Regions from separate parts of the Mus musculus genome. Here region 1 is linked to region 2. Evidence: chromatin contacts called from public HiChIP or PLAC-seq data. All regions are on one chromosome and are shown on one strand. The core of a region is the stretch at or near the end of the contact, and the rest is flanking DNA. Distances in the headings are between cores, read along the strand shown. Region 1 holds the start of Nkx6-1 (NK6 homeobox 1). Region 2 has its middle 110 kb from the start of Gm36851.

Region 1 (3,151 bases), core at 397-2,896, 540 kb after region 2:
AAAAGGTGAGCTGGAGACAACCAGGGAGGGTGTGTGCAAGCAAAAGTCTGCTTTTCTCGAGGAGGTAGATAGCCAGCTGCCTTGCCTACCCTCGCGGGTTTGCCGAAAACAAGGGTCAGACTACTGAAGGAACGGGCGAGCATGGCAGGAAGGAGCCAGAAAGGAAGGGGTGCGGAGGCCTTTTCCCGCTTTCCATCCATCTGACCCAGAGCTGGCCAGGTTCAAGAACAGCCCAGACAGAAGCTCGCTTGCTGCGCTGTGTTCTGTCCAGACGCATTCTCGTTGGTGGAGCCCAGGCCTGCATGAGCCTCGGCGAGCCCAGGAAAGCGCGAGTCCCTCGCTCGCCTGCAGGGGCCCAGCCAACGGCGTGCTGTCCCGGAACTTCCAAACTAGTGTGGCGGCCAGGAGACTGACCGCCCGCAGGGGCACTGTGTGCTTCACGACCCGAGAGCAGACTTAGAAGGCAGGGACCCACCCTCCCCTCCCATAGTACTCACGGGGGGTACAGGCAAGGCGCGCGTCCCTCCACGGCGGACTCTGCATCACTCCGGGCCAGAAGATGGGCGTCCGACCGGGCAGCTCGGCCAGGGGCTTGGGGTACCGGCCCACGGCGGCCACAGCCGCGGCGCTGGGGCTAAAGTAGAGCCCGGGCGGCGGTGGCGGAGGGCTCAGGCTGCTGAAGCGGGGCAGGCCGGCCAGCAGCCCAGCGGGCGACGAGGCGGCAGCGGCGGCAGCAGCAGCGGCGGCGGCGGCCGCCGCAGAGGCCGAGGTGGCGGAGGCGGACGAGGAGGAGGAGGAGGAAGACCCGGAGGGCGAGGCGGAGGGCAGGGCGGCCCCCGAGGCCACCGGCATAGAGGGCCGGCTCAGGATGTCGTTGATGCCGTGTGGGGTGGCCGCCGAAAGCTGCTGCGGGGGACTGCCCAGGGACGAGAGGCCCCCCGCGGCCGGGGGCTTCAAGCCGCCCGGGTTATGTGAGCCCAAAGGTGGGGAGGGCGACGAGGACGAGGAGGACGAGGACGAGGAGGAGGGGGGCCCGGTGGGCAGCGGGGGATAAGCGGCGGGGTAGAGCGGGGTCTTCATCTCGGCCATACTGTGCAGGGCGGCCAGGGGCGGGCTGCTGAGCAGGAACGCGCTCTGCCGAGGGCCCTCCATCGCCCCCACAGCTAACATCCCACAGCCAGACCCGAACCCGCAGCCACGCAGGTCGGTGGCCCCGCCGGGGCTCGGGAGAACCCGAGGTGCCGGGGGCGCGCGCAAGCGAAGTGTGGATCGGCCGCGGGCTCCGGGAGCTGCGCAGCAAAAATGTCCAAACGCCCCGCGGGAGGCGGCAGGGGCGAGGGCTGCGGGGGCGCGGGCGGGCTCAGCGCTTCCTCGGCTTCGGGAGTCCCGGATTCGATCCCAGGCGCTGGTCCCTCGTTCCCGGCTCAGAGCGCTCTGCTTCTCATCTTCTCCACCCCCGCGGGAAATCAGCAAGACGTACCCCGCAGCCGACCCAGAGAGTTTGCAACAAGGTTGGGAGGCGCGGAGCGTTCGCTTTGATGTAGGAGGGCGGGGGCCGGCTCGCTCGCCTGGGGGAGCTTCAAAGCGGGCGGCGTTCCGCCCGGTGCGCGCCTCTGATCTCGCTCGGACGCTCCGCTCTCCCGGCGGCCGCGCTGCTGAGTCGCACTCACCGCTCGCCCGGGGGACAGAGCACAAACGGCCGGCGCGGGTATCGCGCCCGCCACTGCCTCGGGCCCGGCGTTACTGCGCCAGAAAGGGCAGTCAGTGACACCGCTCCGGCGGCTGGGGACTTGGTGCGCCCACGAGCCTACTTCCCCTCCGAGCCACGCGGCGCCGGACTAGCCGGATCGAAAAGGATAAAAGAAAATAAACCTAAGTATGGAAAAAGTCTGACGGGCCGGTTCCGATCGTCCGTCCTCTTCTGCAAGCCGGCCGGGAGACCCCCCCCCGTCCCACCCCCTGGCGCCCTCTCTTCCTCTCACTCTCCGCCTTTCTCTTGCCTCTCTGGCATTTCTCCTTGGCTTTCCAGGCTTGGCTCTTCCAAGCCCTGTCCTCTGGCCAAACTGACCCTCTCGGCGGCTCTTCCCTTCTCTCCTCTCTCCCTCTGGGCCTGACAGTTCGGATGAAGCTCTCAAAGGTAATAAAATATTTGCACCCCTCCCTGCCTCTCTTTAGCTGGGGGACGCAAGGGAGGGGAGGTGGGGGGCCAAAATGAGAACTTTCGAGGACGTCATTCCGGGGCGGCTCGGCGGGGCGGGACTGAGGAGCGGGGCCCGGGTCCTGGGCGTAAACACCGCCTCCAATAGCGCTCAGCTTGGGCAAGGCGTCGCTCCTAGAACACGCCCACCTGGGAGCGCCACACCTTTTGATTGGCTGAGACTAGGGAGCCATAAGGACGCGCCCTCCTAGTCCCCGCCCCAGCTTCACTTGGGCGGAGCCAAGAGGGGAGGGGCCTGGCGAAAAGAGTGGTTCCAGTCTAGAGCCAGCGGCCGGCTCAACTAATCGTGCAAAATAAAATGGAAAGGAGAAGGAGGGAGCAGGGACGAAGAGGGCATTACTTTTTAAAGAGAGGAATAATGAAAATCCAGCCCTTCTATGGAAAAGCAGTTTAAGTGCGGCTCTTCCGCCCACGCCAGCTCGCGTCATCCTCCCCCAGCTCGCGCGCGGCGCCCACCTCCAACGGTGTCTGGACCCTTGCGAAAAGGGAGCTAATGGAGCAGGCAGGAGGCATATCCCAGGCCGACTTCCTTCTTTTGAAGGGATTAATTAAAGGCCCTCTGGGCTCTTCCAGAATCGTGTAAATTGATTTGTTGTTCCTTAAGCCCGTAGATGTTTTTAAACCCCTCGCAGGCCTAAGGGTCACCCTTCACCATCTTTCCGTCTCCTGCTCTTTTCTGTTCTTTCTCCGTTCTTGTCTTCGCTCTCCCACTCCCTAGATCATTATCACTTATGAGGGGGCTCAGTACTCTGGGGATGAAATCAGCTTAATGAGAATATTTATCTCCTGCGTGGTGTCTAAACCTAACAGAAATGAGATAATTATTTTTTTAAAATCCTCCCTCTATTATTATTAGTTGGATTTATGAGGCAGGATCACTAAAATTCACAGGACAACTTTAGATAGAGGAATACCTCGGGGGAAGACAGGTAA
Region 2 (3,205 bases), core at 215-2,714:
TCTGATATGTGTCCCTCCTGAAGGGATCATGACCCCCAGGCTGAGAGCCGCTGTTGCAAAGCATGGGAAGGAAATCCTTCATTGCCTTTCCCTTGAAGCCAAGGGAGATGGGAGGGACTTCTGAGAGGCAGCCACCTTGTAATGTGTGCCAGTGGCTCCTTGGGCAGAAAGACTCCTAGGACAACAGGGGCACTCACTTGGTAGGCAGTAAGGCATTCTATATGTAACCATGATATCTGTAAAAGATTCCATATGCACTCATGCTAACTGTAAGGTCCATTTTGATCCTGTGCAGTATTGCAGCCTGATTTTAGCCAACCTCAGGGATGAAAGGGAAGAACGTCTTTATTTTCTCATTGCTACAGTGGAGTAGGTAACATGTCTTCTCCACCTAGCTTTCTTTCTTTCCTCTTTTCCTGGTTGGCAAAGGCTATGTAGTTTCTATGGGAAACTAGGACCTGACTGTCCTTGAGTGGGCCTGTCAGAACAGAGATCCATGCGTAGCAGCTAACTCATGGTGCTGGCACAGGTTTGGTGACAGGTGACACACAGGACAGTTTTTAGAATGGCAGGTAGTCTTGGGTATTGCTAGCTAGCATGAGCAAGAAAACTTTTAACATCTTTCACTCACGATGTATCAAGAGACAATGATTTTTAGGCCATAAAATAAGCCATTTCTGAGATCCAGAGAACTTGGAAAGGGCAATTTTATAAATTGTAGTCGTGCTGGGAATTGGTTAATAACACAAGGAGATGCTTTTAGGGGTAAAATGTGACATCAATAAAGACTTCGAATTGTGTATCCCTCTTGACTTTAGCTTTCTCCATTAATGTAAAAAAGAACCACACCACATAATCTTAATACCAATTATTTAGGAATAAAAAGTCTAGAGAGTTCCTCTCTTTTTTTCCCCTTAAGTTTCCCTCAGTTTCAGTGAATGCACTGTTAAGACTTAGGGGGAAACAGCGCACAATAGCAAACAAAAATTAATTCTAGAGAAACAATGGCTGCTAATATTGATATCAGTTCCCTGAGAAGGCAGGTTCTTTCTGATTTCTAGGAGTTCTTCATTTCCACAGCTGATGCTAAAGCCCGGAGTTTCTGGGCCAGGAGTGTCTGTGTGCAGTCATCTGCCCCTGGGAAGTAAATGCCTCTAGATTTCCTAAATACTTGGGCCTCCCTCTTGTCTTTCCCCTAACTTAGCTGTCTTTGTAGGCCAAAAAGCCACCCAGAAGCTGTAACTACCAGCAGATTCCCACATGACAAATTCATCCTTTGTGAGGATACAATTGACCTGTCACCCCATCTTTACAGCTAATTAGCTCTTTAGTAAGTGATGGCTGGTGTCAGAGGTCATCTGATACCTGATTCTGGTAAATTGACCGTAAATATGACTGTCATCTGTATTTGCTGTTCACAACCCTGCCTAGTGACCAGATTTCAGCCCTTTCATGGGATCCCCTGCTCCCTTTTGTTGGCAAGATAAAGTTTCCGAGTAACGCTCTCGGACTTATTATACCCTGAAGTTATGGGCTTGCCGCTCCACTGGCCTTTTGGTCATGCCACCCATGGGGGCCCAGCAGCTTCCAACAGTTTCCCAGAGTTTCTTTTGTTTCCTCCTCTAATGAGAAGGACACCAGAGGAACTCTTGTCCTGATTCTGCTGTTACTATTTTCACATGTAGAGACGTGCTAATGCTTTCTAACAATCACACCAGCAAGGCCAAGAGCCGCTGGTAATTATGGAGTGGTTTGTGCTCTGCAGGACTCTACACAGAGAGTAAGCTAATTCTAACAAGTGTATATGGAGACACCTTTAATCCCTAGAGGAGGAGGAAACAGGTTTGGTGAGAGATTAAACTGTAAGGTATAAAAAGATCCAAATTTTGTTGAAGTTAGCTTCACCTTTGATTTAGATCTCTTAGCCCCTCCACTGTCCAGTCTTAAGGACCTAGTTATTAGTATACTTACTGTGTTAAAATGTTAGTTATTTAAATATGGGGCAAAGTGAGTCTGGATTGTTATTTCCCATGGGGTATTAAGAGTCAGGGTTATCCAGGAAATAAAAAACGGTGACAACAGAAGCAGGTAGAGATTGACCTAAGGCCTTGTTCAGAGGCAGATTATCCGGAAGGAGAATGACAATTGGAATGGACCTATGGGCATCTGAGCAGTGCTCTTCTGTGCTCCTCCGTAGTGGCTCTATCGGGAAGACCAGGGATCGCATGCTCAGCTGCTCACGTGTGTCTCAGAGGAAACACAAGGCAGCACATGTCACATGGTAACAGATGAGAAGTATGAAGCTGTCGCATCAGAGAGAGCGAATAGTGAATGCAATGTGGAGTCACACTGTGCTTACCCTACCGTTTCTGCATGGCCGATGCTCACCTGTTTCTAAAGCCCAAACAGATTTTCAGAGAATGGAGTAGACTTCACCTCTCCCCTCCCCACCTATATTCCGTCTCGCTCCTGAGGGAGAGTGTAATGAGGAAGCCTTCTTGGAAGGCATATTAAAAGGATTAGGTCATCGATCACTAATGAGATGTCTAGGATTCAGAAACAAGTAGACAGAATCTCGGATCTTAGTCTAGCCCAGTTTGTGCATGGAAGGGAAAAGAAATCAAAGAATCCAGACACTGCAATTTCCTTTATGATGGATTGGGCAGATTCAGTATGAGCGTTGATAATAATAAAGATACAAAATGAGCAAGAGTTTGCTTTTGTGTTAGAGCAGACCAGAACCGGATGTACCTGGCTGCTGTGTAGATTGAGATGGCAGTCTTAAAAAATATGAGAGATTCGGTATGCAAATGTGGGACCAGGGCATAATCAATCAGCGTCCCCTAAGTGTATTGAGTTGCCTAGGTAATATAGTCAGCACTGTGTGTCATGCCAAAGGATGACACAGTCTTTGACCTTATCTAGAGAGGCAAAGTAGGTGCCGAGGAGACAGAGGGAAGGACCAACCACTTCATCATGAAGCTACAGAGGAAGAAGAAAGACGATAGAGACAAGGGAATCTAAGAAGTCAGCTTGAGTTAAGCAGAAGGAGATTTGTTTGGGAATCAAGAGATTGACACCTGGATTTTTTGTCACAGCTGGGTGACATTGAACAAACCAATTTCTCTCTTGTGTTTTTTTTTTTTTTAATTTTCTGTCTATAAAATAAAGGAGATAAAGAAATAAACCTCCGGTCTTTTCAGAG

What was found. HiChIP or PLAC-seq counts read pairs in DNA pulled down with a chosen protein or histone mark.
Region 1: an H3K4me3 HiChIP or PLAC-seq map of neural tube shows a contact between it and region 2, with 3 times the contacts expected there. The contact joins the promoter of Nkx6-1 here to the enhancer-like site in region 2. A contact is called at or near these places in 6 of 39 promoter capture datasets (the 3T3-L1 cell line, cranial neural crest, embryonic stem cells and 3 more), 2 of 484 Hi-C or Micro-C datasets (both in nephron progenitors), 8 of 115 datasets of contacts at active chromatin or transcription factors (craniofacial prominence, embryonic forebrain, embryonic hindbrain and 4 more) and 1 of 9 other capture datasets (embryonic stem cells).

Annotation. Positions count from the first base shown.
Region 1 is chr5:101,663,065-101,666,215 of GRCm38.p6, forward strand. It overlaps Nkx6-1 (NK6 homeobox 1), which reads right to left and starts at 1,647. Exons shown (of 3, transcript NM_144955.2): 1 at 498-1,647. The coding sequence starts at 1,170.
Region 2 is chr5:101,123,802-101,127,006 of GRCm38.p6, forward strand. No RefSeq gene overlaps it. Among named protein-coding and RNA genes, the nearest start is that of Gm36851, 110 kb to the right of the region's middle. Within about 2 kb of position 1,465, at least 8 of the 459 cell types and tissues checked have an H3K27ac peak or open chromatin away from gene starts, as enhancers often do. A contact at or near this core is called in neural tube, where this site is marked.